Linked DNA regions of Danio rerio: region 1 is linked to region 2. A link is a contact called in public Hi-C data. All regions are on one chromosome and are shown on one strand. Each heading gives the region's core, a stretch centred on a gene start, on an enhancer-like site or on the middle of the called end of the contact. The rest is flanking DNA. Distances are from core to core; before and after follow the strand shown. Region 1 holds the start of kif14 (kinesin family member 14). Region 2 holds the start of scamp4 (secretory carrier membrane protein 4).

Evidence for each region. Hi-C and Micro-C count contacts between places; a contact is called where the count stands out from the background.
Region 1: a Hi-C map of hematopoietic stem cells shows a contact between it and region 2, with 1.9 times the contacts expected there. The contact joins the promoter of kif14 here to the promoter of scamp4 in region 2. A contact is called at or near these places in 2 of 18 Hi-C or Micro-C datasets (embryo and hematopoietic stem cells) and 1 of 4 datasets of contacts at active chromatin or transcription factors (embryo).

Annotation. Positions count from the first base shown.
Region 1 is chr22:22,282,172-22,289,705 of GRCz12tu, reverse strand. It overlaps kif14 (kinesin family member 14), which reads right to left and starts at 1,649. Exons shown (of 29, transcript NM_001044976.1): 1 at 1,467-1,649. The coding sequence starts at 1,618.
Region 2 is chr22:22,147,655-22,154,735 of GRCz12tu, reverse strand. scamp4 (secretory carrier membrane protein 4) reads right to left here and starts at 4,497. Exons shown (of 7, transcript NM_001025525.1): 1 at 4,474-4,497; 2 at 4,009-4,106; 3 at 3,780-3,908. The coding sequence starts at 4,015. It overlaps chaf1a (chromatin assembly factor 1, subunit A (p150)), which reads left to right and starts at 5,189. Exons shown (of 16, transcript NM_001045013.2): 1 at 5,189-5,499; 2 at 6,344-6,391. The coding sequence starts at 5,445.

The sequences.
Region 1 (7,534 bases), core at 400-2,899, 140 kb before region 2:
CCAAATTTATAATACAAATTAATTATAATAATACAGAAACAAAAAATAATTATGATATAATTTATTAAATAAATTAATAATTTATTACATTTACAATTTGATATCCAACTCAAACGAAATAGAAAAACTAGAAAATAATCTGAATATTCTTTTAATAAGTAATTTGCCTAATTTTACAGTATTTATTTAGTACAATTATGAATTATATATTATATAAAACACATTTAATTTAATTCTAAAAAATTGTAACACACTTAAAATCTATACAACAGTTACACAATTATTTAATCTAATATTCACCAAAAAACATTTTTTATGATTTTTTTTTAATAACAATGTTTAAAGATTGAGGTTAACATTACAATTATAAGATGATGTTCCAAAAACAAAATAGTACACGTGAATTAATATTTATTCATTTTCATTTTCTTTATTTATCAATGGTCGTCGTCACAGCAGAATTAACTGCCAACTAATCCAGCATATGTTTAACCATCGGATGCCCAAATTAATATGTTAGGGAACATTTTTAAAGGAATCATAAAATGTAATTAAAATAGAATAGTCTTTTTTGCAGTAACTCATTTGAATTTAAATGTCTAATCTTTCTATTTCTATAAGTGACCAGACTCTTATTGTAATTAATTAAATTTTTGTTAAATGCACCAAAATGGATTGTCTAGATTTACTGGGAAATGGATATAAAACATTCAATATATTGTTTTAACATCAACATCGCAAAGTGTGCATCTGCAACAGTCACACTGCAGGTTCTGCAATGTTGAAGCAGGATTATAGTTGACCAGGAACCACACTTGTTCATGTTTTTAAGGCCTGTGATTGTGTAAATACAAAAAAATCCTAATGTTTCTCACTTTAAGAAAGATTAATTGCATTTAAGTATATATACACAATGAAAACCACATAGTTAATTTACATTTGATTATTCAATTTGTGTACCTTAATACTGCAAAACGGTTGTTGTTGTGTTTTTTTATTTATATATTTGCTCTAGTGTTTTCATCAATTGATTTATTTAATTTCATGCAGATGCACTCTAAAGTCATTCTAAGCCATGTAAAATTGTGTAAATTCTGAGCTGTTTATTTAGTCTGGCAAATTATATAGTATATTGCAATATATTTTTAGAAGAAAAGTCTGTTTTTTCCAATATCGTTCAGCCCTACTGAGCACTGTACATACATGTCCACTCCTGAAACAGGTAAAGATAATGTTATGTCCTACATGGTCATTTTTCAATAAGCATAAAATGTAATTTTTAAACATGCAGTGGCAAAGTTATTTATCAGTTTATTGTAGTTTGTTTTTTTATTACAGCTATTTTGTAGAGTCAAAACATTCTACTTTTTCCTTTAAGAAAAGTAACTTATTTATAAACCATAAACACAGACACCAAAAAAAAAATTTAAGCCAAATTAAAAGTTCAAAATCAGAAAATCTCTTACCTGGAGCTGAAAGGTCTTACACGTACAGCAACCGTGACTGCGCTGTTCTCCATCTTCAGCTCTTGAGTTTGTAAATCACTCATTTTGCTCAAGCCTTCAGCAGGAGTGTGTCCTTCAACTCTTCTTCCTCCATGAGGTGTGCTGGAGCTCATCAGGCCTGCAGGTCTCCTCACCTGTGCTGGCTGTGATGCAGGAGTCATGTGCCTATTTAAACCACCAACCAGAAGCTTCTCACCTGCAGATCTCCCACTTTCACTGCTCATCTGAGGAGGCTTCGCTCCTCTGGCAGATGCTGGCTTTGGAAATGTGGGTTTAGATGCATCTTTACCAGCCAGTTTCTCAAAAACGTCCCTCTTGACGCTCAGCTTCTCAAACTGGGTTCTTCTTGTTGGTGTCGAAACTGTTTTGTTTTCCTCCTGGGTGGCTTTCTGAGCACCCCATGAGGTTTTTGCAGGTGTTTTAATGGTGTCTTGAGTCTCTTTTGGTGCTGGGTTGGGTTCAGTGAGGACTTTGGTTCTGTTCAAAGAGCCTGTTCTGGTTCTCCTCTGAAGGGTGAGGCGCTTTGGGTTCTCCTGTGTGGTTTCGTCATGATGATTTCTGCTGGTTTTTCTCTGAAGAGTGAGTTTGGATGGTGTTTTGAATGCGTTTTCCCCGTTTGTTGTGAGTGCTGAGATCGTGTAGGTTTTGTTTATTTCTTTGGTTTTATTAAAAGATGATGTGACCTCTCCTTTTGATAAATCCATAATTTAAAAGTCTAAAATAAGCATTTCATTCCACAAATTGTATCATCTTTCTACAATAATGAGTTCTCAGATGTCAACAACGTGCCCACTTGCATTTAAAATACATATTTGCGAAAACTGACCTGCCGATGTCGGTGTTCGGTCATTTAACAGCCGTTTAGTGAATTAAAAGTTGATTTGTTTGAAGATTAAAAACCCGCAGTCCTTTCTTCGTCTAGTGTATGTCGGTTTTGACGTTGAGAAGTAAGTAACCGGCTGACTGTACTCCGCCTCAGTGCGTCAATAAATAATAACAACAACAGTTCACTGTCTGTGTTCCGCCATACTGCCGCTCCGATTCAAAAACAGTCCGCGTGCAGTGATTGGTCGGCTCAGATTGACGTAACGGCGACGCAGGGACGTAGATGGACCAACAGATGGCAGTGTCTATCAGGGTAAACAGTCAGAGAAGGTCTCTGAGCTTGACCAAAAGATGACGCGAAATAAATCTAGAGTAATTTACAGTAAAATCTGTCGTTTTTGAACCATACTTTAGTAAAATGTATTATATTGGTTATTTGTTATAGCACTCACAACACTTTGTTAATGAATGCTGCAGCAAACTGTAGTATAATAACTATAGTGGACTAAAAAACTAATAGTATCCGTTTTTCCTACAGTAAACTGGTGTAATGTAGTATAATATTCTTCAGTCCGTTGATATTACTCAAGTTGTTGTATTACCATAACAAATATATTAATTCAGGTATTTTACTAAAGTGTGTGTAATGTTTGTTTGCAAAAAAAAATTAACAAGTATATTTATGATTTATTACTATTTTTTAAATATATGTTTTAGTAATGATTTTGGGTACAGCCACTGACACCAGAACTTTCCACAAGAATCCATTGATCAGGAGTAAAAAGAAGATTAAAGACATAAAAAGGTAGGCTACTATCTTTAAGGAACAAGGCCACTACTTTGGTCTTGTTTGCACTGAACTATTAGGACTGAACTATTACTGTTTAAGGACACCAGCAGCATCTTTAAAGTACTACTCCATATGTTCTACACACATTATAGGGCAAACTTTGTATTGTGATAAAAAAAATAATAAATCTGATTTCTTCTGACAGCCCCCTTGCAAAGATGGCTGATTGGTATTGTTCTCAAAATGCTGAAGGTGATGCGCATGAAAGGCCTAAGTGCGAGTGCGACCCTGTTTTTGATTGTCAAATGAGGTCTATTGTGGACGACATGTTTAAAAAGCATTATAGGGACCATATGGTCTTTCTTCTGGAGAAGATCATTGATGATGCATGTAATTCTAAACATGATTGTACAGGAGATGGCAAACGTGTGAAAAATCTCACGAGAGAAATGGAAGTTGTGTATCGTGTGTATATGTATAGAGTGTATTATGTGTCATCAACTTCCAGTAGCTCAGTGGTAATGTGACTCTCCTCTCACGCCAGAAACCCGGGTTCTACATCCACACCCTGACAGGAGTGATTTGTGTGTATATGCATAGAATGTATTAAGTGTAACGTGTATTATATGGAGTGTATACTGTGTGTATGCATAGGGTCTATCATGTGTATCTATAGAGCATATTGTTTCCACATGTATGGAGTGTGCTCATGTATAGAATGTATTATGTTTGTATATGTATGGAGTGTAAAATGTGTTTATATATAGAGTACATAATATGTATAGTGTGTATCATATGTGTATTTGTATAGAGGGTATCATATGGTGTATTTTTATAGAATGTATGTATAGCGTGTAAATGCATAGGGTGTATCATGTATATGTATAGAGTGGTGTATTATCGTTTGCCTATGTATGGAGTATAGAGGGTTTATATGTATAGAGTGTATGATGTGACATCAACTTCCAGTAGCTCAGTGGTAATGTGACTCTCCTCTCACGTCAGAGACCTGGGTTCTAACCCTGACAGGAGTGAATTTTGTGTACATGTGTATCGTGTGAGTGTATATGTATAGAATGTATGATGTTTAACGTGTGTATATTAGGGGTGTCAAAATTAATTGGTTTTTTTCGGTGCACCGCAATGCAGACAATTCAGTATCGGTTCAGTAATAATCATAACCAGTTATTATGTAGTGACATAATTTATCTCATATGCTAAATGTGGAAATGAGGAAATGTGACTCTTCTCAAGCCAGAGACCCGAGTTCTTTCCCAGACCCTGATAGGAGTGATTTGCGTGTATATGCATAGAATGTATAAAGTATGCATACGTATACAGTAGGGTATATCATGTGTGTGTATGTATAGTATCATGTTTATATATGTATGGAGTGTATAATCTATGTGTGTGTGTGTGTGTGTGTGTGTGTGTGATACATACATGTATATACGTGTATATACACACACACACACATACCATATGTATATATAGAGAGAGAGAGAGAGAGAGTACATGCATAAAGTGTATCATATGTATGAAAGCGAACTGTAACACACATGGTTTGCTATATGGAATGCAAATCTTTGAAGCTTAATATCTCAAAATCACTCTGAACGCAAATAGAATATTAAAACTCCAAGGTGACGATATGCAGTAACTGCAAACTTTTAACTAGGATTTAATTACTATGTCGTTACATTGTAATTACATTGTTGTAACATTGTCATTACATTATAAATACTACGTAATAATATTATAATTACTATGTAATAACACTATAATTACATCATTATAATATTGTAATTACAATACACCATTGTAGTTGCATCTATATTACTGTAAATGTGTTTTGTATATTTCGTATACAGTATTTGTGTCTTATAGTAATATACACAGTACACATGTAATATGTAACTGCAAACTTTTACCAAGGATGTAATTACTATGTCAATACATTGTAAATATATCATTATAACATTGTCATTACAATATAATTACTATGTAATAATATTATAATTACTATATAACAACATTATAATTACTATGTAAGAAAATTGTAGTCACATCATTATAACACTGTAGTTACACTACACTCCAACATTACTTTCTTATAAGTTGTAATTACACTTAAAACATTGTAATTACATCTAGGATATTACAGTAAATGTGTTTTTGTATATTTCATATACAGTATTTATGTGTTATAGTAATATACATATACACAGTACACATGTAATATGTAACTGCAAACTTTTACCTTGGATGTAATCACTATGTCGTTACATTGTAGTCACATTGCTACAATATTGTCATTACATTTTAATTACTATGTAACAACATTATAATTACTATATAAAAACATTATAGTTACTTTGGAAAAATACTACACTACACTCCAACATTACATTCTTATACGTTGTAATTACACTACAACATTGTAGTTACATCTATGATATTACTGTAAATGTGTTTTGAATATTTTGTCTACAGTATTTGTGTCTTATAGTAATATATATATATATATATATATATATATATATATATATATATATATATATATATATATATATATATATATATATATATACACAGTACACTTGTAATATGTAACTGCAAACATTTACCTAGGATGTATTTACCATGTCCATTGTAAATACATCGCTATAACATTGCCATTACATTATAAATACAATGTAATATTATTCTAATTACTATGTAATAACAATATAATTACTATTTAATAACATTATATTTACTATGTAGTAACATTGTAATTATATTGTTATAACATTGTAATTAAATTGTTATAACATTGTTATAGCTTTCCTTCTTAGACTTTACAGACCTGAAACTTGCCTATAGCACTTATTCATTGTTGCTCTTATAGTTGTGTAAATTGCTTCCTTGTCCTCATTTGTAAGTCGCTTTGGATAAAAGCGTCTGCTAAATGACTAAATGTAAATGTAAATGTAAACATTGTAAGTACATCTATGATATCACTTTAAATGTGTTTTTGTATGTTTCGTATACAGTACATGTGTGTTATAGTAATATAAATAAACACAGTACACATGTAATATGTAACTGCAAACTTTTAAATAGGATGTAATTACTATGTCGTTACATTGCAATTACATTGCTATAATATTGTCATTACATTACATTTACTATGTATTAATATTATATTTACTATATAATAACATTATAATTACTATGTAATAACATTGCAAATACTATGTAATAACATTGTAATTATATCATTAAAACATTGTAATTACATAGTAACAACATTGTAATCACACTTACAACATTGTAATTGAATCTATGAAATTACTGTAAATGCATTTTTGTATATTTCGTATACAGTATTTGTGTGTTATAGTGATATACATATACACAGTAAACGTAATATGTAACTGCAAACTTTTACCTTGGATGTAATTACTATGTCAGTACATTGTAATCACATTGCTATAACCATGTCATAACATTATCATTATGTATCAATATTATAATAACTATATAATGACATTGTACTTACTATGTAAAAACATTGTATTTACATCGTTGTAACATTGTAATTACACTACAACATTGTAATAACATCTATGATATTATTGTAAACGTATTTGTATATTTCGTGTACAGTATTTGTGTCTTATAGTAATATACATATACACAGTACACATGTAATATGTAACTGCAAACTCTTACCTAGGATGTAACTACTATGGCGTTACATTGTTATTACAATGCTATAACATCATCATTACATTATAATTACTATGTAACAACATTATTACTACTACGTAATAACATTGTAATTATATCGTTATAACATTATTCTTACAATTGTAAACATTGTAATTACACTTACAACATTGTAGTTACATCTATGATGTTATTATAAATCTGTTTGTATATTTCGTATACAGTATTTGTGTGTTATAGTTATTTACATATACACGGTACACATGTAATTTGTAATAGCAAACTTTTACCTAGGATGTATTTACTATGTTGGTATATTGTAATTACATAGCTATACCATTGTTATTACATTACAATTACAATGTATTAACATTATAATTGCTATATAATAACATTATAATTACTATCTAAAAACACTGTAATCATATTGTTATAACATTGTAATAACATCTATAATAATTATTGTAAATGTATTTAAGCATATTTCATATACAGTATTTATGTGTTATAGTAATATACATATACACAGTACAAGTAATAAGTAACTGCAAACTTTTACCTTGGATGTAATCACTATGTCATTACATTGTAAATCCATTGCTTTAACATTGTCATTACATTGTAGTTACTATAAAATAAGTTTGTTAATACTATGTAATAACATTGTAACTACATCGTTAGAACAATGTAATTACATTGT
Region 2 (7,081 bases), core at 3,248-5,747:
GGGTTTTCAAACTGTGGGTCGCACAGTGAACAAAGGTGGGTCGTGCAACGTCACATAGCTGCAGCTATATTTACATTGCTGTGAATCAAAACCAGTACGATAGACGGCAAGAACTCTAAAACCTCTTATCCTAAAAATATATAAAGTGTGTTTCCTACAAAAAGACAAAGCTGGTTATGTTTCACAGCTGTCTTTTTCTTTTTTTTCGCTCGACATTACGAGCACTGCTCCGTTTGAGCCCTCGCAATCTGTGTTTAGCTGGTAGAGCTCACGCTGAGCGGAGCTCTCAGTAAGGGACCTTCGGAAAAGTACTTTTTTTTTGCTCCGTCCTGCATGTTTTATTTTAAACACAACTAATTTTCTCTTAAATAAACACAAACAGTTACTAAAGTATTCGAATATTTTCATTATACATCTGTGCATTCTTACATTAACACCTGTTATCAAACAAAACACAATGAGAGATTCATTTGCTGCTCTTCACTAAATAACTATAGTAACTTTCATCAATATGCAAATACAATTAAAAGTGAAATAGATTTTATAGCTTTATTTAATTTCTGTATAGGCCATTGATTTTAAAAGGCTAAACCTTTTATTTTATTGTCAATATTTTCTAATGTTTGCTATGTATTCTATCATTTGAAGCTATTTGTTGTCCCGTATTTTTTACATCCCAACGTTGACAGATTGCTAATCAATAAATAGCTGTAGTGCTATCTGTTAGTTTTAACGTCAGCTAATGTTATGGAAGGGCATAGATGTTATGGAAAATAGTAATAGTAATGCACATACCCCCATCATTCCTTCCTCAAGCAAATGTGTAAATATTAGATTTATTCAGCAATAATGTTAATTGCATTGGCATATTTATCTGACGTTTCCCAGCTTATAGTAGTCGATCAAAAAGCTATTTAGTTTCTTATGACTAAACACTAGCAGTGGAGTTTATTGTGATGTGATGGGGCTTGATCATATTCAAGGGGCTTAATCAAAGGTTGATCATACTCTATTCTAAAAAAAGAAGAGTATCTTTTTCAACAACAAAAAATGATCACAGTTACAACCAGCATCCCACAAAAAGCACTTCAAGTCTCATTTTGTGCATATCAAATCGCAAAATCCGAAAAGCCACACACCATATATTTTTGACTGCTTTGAATGGAGACATTTTTTTTTACCCATTTTTCCATATTAAAATACTATGGTGGGTCTTGAGATTGAATTACTTGCCTAGGTGGATCCTGGAATAAAAAAGTTTGGGAATCCCTGGGTTAATCAAAGCATTTGCCTTATTTAAATAATCTACACATTTTAATCTTGTAATTTTTAGAGATATTGTCTGTTTGTTTTTTTTAACTCTTTCTGTCATTTGTTTTTCATTTCTGATTAAAGACCAAAACAGTCAAATTTCTCTATTCCAAAACAAGAATGTGTTGCGTAAACATGCCCTAAACTAGAAACTTCCTGCAGGTGTTTTGAAGCAAGTTGAAGCTAAACTCAGCAGGACTACGGCCCTTCAGGATCAAGTTTGGACATGCCTGCCCTAAAGTAACAATCTAATGCATTACTTTACAATTTAATTTAATCTTTAAGCTATTTTTCTCAATGCATCTCAAACTTTCTTCCTTAAATTTTCGTTTTTCGACAGCAAACCTCAAAATACCCATGCGTCCAAGTGTCCATGACTGCTTAATGTTTAAATGCAGTTTAGCTAAAAATGTAGATCCTGCTATGGTTTACCCTTTTAAATCGTGTCATTGCAAAACCAAACACAATTTGTCCTGAATTTTTTCATAACCACATGTTTTTTTCTCTCATGACCAGGCCTGTCACAATAATCAACATGTAGACTTATCACACTACACATGGACATGACCTCAATCAGTTTTGGTGATGCAATATATATCGCCCATACATAAAAGCCAATTCTAGCAACATTTTAGCTAATTTGTGCAACATCTCTCAATTGGAGGTGTCAGTGTCAGTACGGTGAAAAAAAACACTATAATATTTACTAAAAATTAACCAAATATCAAATTCCCTGACTTTTCCTGAATAAAAAGCTGAGTTTCCATGACCTATAATGAACAAAACAAAAAAAAAGCCGCTGTTGTGCTTTGCATATTATAATGATTTTAGCTTCAACATCATAGTGTATGAGTTAAATAGACAATATGAAAACAACAAAGGATAATTTACTGTACCTCAGATTTTGAAACAATTCTAAGGTACATGTTTACGTGACTACAAAGAGCTTGCACTTCTGTATTTGATAGCTTTACAGAAGTTTTACAAACTATTTTGGCACCCAGTTTTAGTTGAAGTGGTCACTTTAAAGCCAAAGCTTCTAAAATGTTTATTATCCTGTGGTGCGTTTCCCAAAACCATCGTTAGCCAACTAAGGTCGCAAGTTCCGTCGTTACAAACATAGTTTGTTGATTTGCCGTTTACCAAATCCGTCACTCCAACGAACATTCGCAAAATGCATCGCAAACTTGAGCACTCGCAACTACACCTCTGGAGCTGTTAGAAACATAGTTCCTGGCTGTGTTCTATTCCCACTTATCCCCCCTATGCCCTATTCATTTAAAACATTTTTACATTCAAAGTTGGAATTATGAAAAGTAAAAAAGCATTAAAGTCATCTCTCTTAGGTGTAATTTGCTTTCAAACTATTTTTACAGTTCAGTTTTGGCGATCTTCATGTTTACAATTTTGCTCCCTTCGCAGTGCACTTTAAAAACATTTATGTCATTTTGAACACAGCCTCATGGCGAAAGCTATAGGTGACCTATTATTTGAAAGCGGAATTTATGTTACGTCTCCAAAGCTTAAGAAAACAAAAAGCATACGTTAATTCTTTTAATTTATAGTGGGTTATTTATTAAGTCTCTGTACTGTATATGACATGGGCCTGCTGGTTAAAACTTTTTTATGTAGTTTACATGTGTCAAATTGTAAAAATAGACTTTTAAAAAACAAATAAATAAACAAACAATATCCTACTTAATAATAATATTAAAATCATCATCATCAATACTATTAATATTATTATTAAAGTATGATTTTTGTTTTCATTTCTAAAACATAATAATTATTAAATTTCATTTCATGATAAATCGCCTCAATATTTATATGATTTATATATGATATTAGAACACGTGCTAGCGTTTGTAAGTGATTTTATGTTTTAGAATATGATATGTCATTTTCAATAATATTTGTAAAACAAACAGGCCCAATATGTGCCATATATTTCAGTTAATATGGAAAGCGAGTGCATGTTTTTACCAAATCTAATATCTAAAGAATCTAAATAATCTAAAGAAGTTGTCTCTCCACCCAGTTTAGAGAGTGATTTTGGGCGTTTTACGCTATAACTAACGTGGTTCAAGTGATGGATCTGCGACAGAGAAATTATGCATTTTGGGAAACACTTGTCACTACATCGTTCTTTTCCCAAACGATGCATCATTGTACTATGACAGTTCAGCTGCGAGTTACGTCGTTGTTTGGGAAACGCACCCCTGAATGGTTAGCTTTAGTTAACATCGACTGCCAGTTGATGAGTGTGAAAGGAATAAAATGAAGCTAAGAAATAGCAATAGTCTTGAAACAATGCAATAAAATAGCATCAAACAAAAATTCCTGATACAATGACATTCAAGAAATTCTGTGACTGGTGGGAACCATTAGTAATCACAATCTTCAGATAAGATAGACTCTCTGGTAAGAACTGAAATGGATATCTTTAAAATAGACAATTATTTACTCACACATCCAAAGATTGTAGACGCGACGCACAAGCTGGCGGTGGGGTTGAGGAATTTCCTCATCAAAATTTTGGTAAAAGCATGGCTTTATACGAAGAAACTTTGGCAAAGGAGGGAAGTTATTTGTTCGATCTGTCAGACAAAGCACAAATAAAAAAAGATTTATACCAAAGCACAGCATGAACAAGGTGAGATTCATAGTTATTACATGACAAAACCAAACGTGACTCACCTGTCATGTTTCAATTTAGAGAAAGTTCACAATGTTGATCCTTCTGGTGAAGGTGGACTTTTCCTCTCCCTGAACTAACGGACTGATGGTTTTTAATGCTAAAAGGAACACAAATATCATAAAAAAGGGAAAAAAAACTAATAACACATATTAAAATATAAGTAGTTTTCCTAAATTATATCTGTTGAACCACATAAGTTCATAAAAGCTTTCTCTTAAGAACATAAATGCTTAATAACTAGCAGCATATGATTGTATTAATCCTATATATAGGATATTTGACAGTAATAATTGTACGTGAAAACAGTACAGGCCAGCAGCTGCACTGTCAAACACAACTGCAGTAAAAAAACAACAGACAAACTATACAGTAACTGCGCAAAGTATAGTCCATGGCTTTAACAGAATAAACGATGTTTTAACAATGCAAAAAAGCACGAACTCATAATAATAAACATGCATTACCTGTGTACCGCTAAATAGTTTGATGGGGATGCGTCTGCAGTCCGCATTGAATTCTAGAAATCACGTGGTGGCGCGTTCTGGTGCATTGTGGGAAATGTAGTTCTACGTTGGCACGTTTTGCACGTAGCGGACAGAAATTGTAAGCGGTAAAGACTACAAGCCCCATCGCAAAACTATCAAAGGTGTGGTATCTGCGCTTGTGACTAGATAATTTACCAGTTTTCCTGCCCTGTGGCAATTGATAAATATGACACGTTTCTGCTATTTTTTGCAGAAGCGTGTTACTTTTTACCAAATGTTAGAAGCAGGTACTGAGATACAACGTGATGGTTTGTTTTAAACTACCTTTAAAGGACTGCTAGTTCAAATAACAATTAATTATTTGCTGTCCATTGTTTTATTGGGAGAAAATAATAACTTTGTAATTGTCAAAACGGTTTTCGCTTCGTGAAACTAACAAAATCTGCCGCAAAAATTACCAAGTCAAAGCAGTTGCACGGAATAACTTTTTGACTTATTATTTGCTTCAAGCCAATCCTATTCGAGAATCATACTCATTGTTCAATCGCAGCTCAAAGCTACGTGTTGGAAGGCAGGACTACGAGTATCAGCCAATAACGTGTATCTTCGTTCATACGACGTAGTGCCCCACTGACCAATCACAGCTTTCGATCCAGGCCAGCGGCAAGCTCCCGCCAATTCTGAGCGGGGAGCGCGAGGGAGTCTGGCCGGGGATGAGACGGGAACGCGGGGAGCAGGATCACACACGAAAAAAACAACAAATTAAACCTCCAAAAGTTACAGAAACCTGTCGAATTAGCGGTTGACAAGTTAACGTTACCCTGGAAAAGTCGTGGAGTCGATGAGTGGCCGTAAGAAGCTGTGTAAGACGTCCAAAATCGCGCTCCCCGTTTCCGTGTAAGATTTCCAGTGTGAGCGAGCGCGAGCGCACGGAGCCGAAGGGCGCGCGGATGGTGGTCGTGATGCTCGCGGCCGAAGAGCCTTTGGCCTCCACTCCACGCAGAGGTCTGGGTTTTATTGTAAAATACATTATTTACTGATTAATTACATCGATAGGAATGTCGTAATTCAACGCAGATGAATGATTTAAGTGGACAATAGTACTGAAAAAAACATATTTTACCTTTCAGTTATTCAGAAAAAGGTTATTATTGGATATTTGTCTCTGAAAATGATAAAAATGCTATTAAGGTTTTGTTTGCTTGTAGTTTTCGTGGTTGTCGAAAGTTTTATAATCTAAATTAGCACATTAGCAAGTGAGCTATTCGGTCGGATTTGTTATTGACAATTAAGTTTTTACTTCTAAAATGTGCATTTAATCTCGTATTTTGTTTGTTTTCCCTTTATTCTCGAGTATTTCTAAAAAAATGTCTCACACCTGTTATTTTGAGCTTCAACTGGTTCATTGTTCTTCAGTCTAGTGTTAATGTATTAAGTTAATGGCTCAGGTTCAGTAGCCAAACTCAGTCGCCACAGGCCTGCAAACCATCATTCGCTGAATGGCGGGAGATTAAAAATAAACATTATCACCCTGTTTGCGTCTATTGCCTTCTTCCAACTCTTAATACTTTATCTTGAAGCTTCTTGACACTCAAAACCTGAAGGTTTACCGTTTATGCTAGAAAAGAGAAAAAGTGAGGTCATGTTCGACTGTGACTGTCAGTAGTTAGCATGCAGACGTAGCAATCACCTTTGTTATGACGAGACATGTTTTGACAACAAACACTCATGTTTTCTGACAAGTTTTGATTTTTGCGATTTGTCAAAGTTCATGTCACATTAATGTCATTTGATTTATTTGTACTTGTGTTTGTTAAGCATTTGACTTAACACCTTTTGTTTATTTCAGATATGGATTGTGTGGGCAAAGCTAATACCAACAAGAAGCTTGTTCAAGGTAAACAACATTAGTTTTGGGAATTTAGGCTATTGAAGTTATGACATGCTACAAAATATATTTTGTTTGGTTTAGTCATGCATTTAGGACCAGAGCCAATGCATAATTTAAGTTTTTGATTATACTATTCTACAATTTCTTTATAGCCAAAATGCATTGTAATTGTGTAAAAGTGCAAGATACTCGAGTATATTGGCTTACTTTTCTTATACACACACACACACACACAGATATATATATATATATATATATATATATATATATATATATATATATATATATATATATATATATATATTAAACACACACACACAAGAAAAGTAAGCAGTATAACACACATTATCCATTCAAAAGGCCATCAGTGAAAATTTATGTTTATAAATCTAAAAGCATGCTACCATTTTTAGGTTAATTCTTTAAAGGTTGCAATATTTAACTTTTTTTATTAAAGCTTTAACAGAAAAGTTCTTTTGGCATCAGTGTAACACTTAAGTTAAAATAGAGGATGTAATATACAAGTTATTCTTATATTAACCTTTATTAAGGGCTGTTTATCTTTTGTAACTGTTGCTTGTGTAAATGACCTTACGTCCATTTTAAAGGCATAGTTCATCCAAAAATGAAAATTACTGTACACAGTAAACAAAATCATTGTCAAAACAATCCATAGCTGCTTTTCCACTGTCTGGC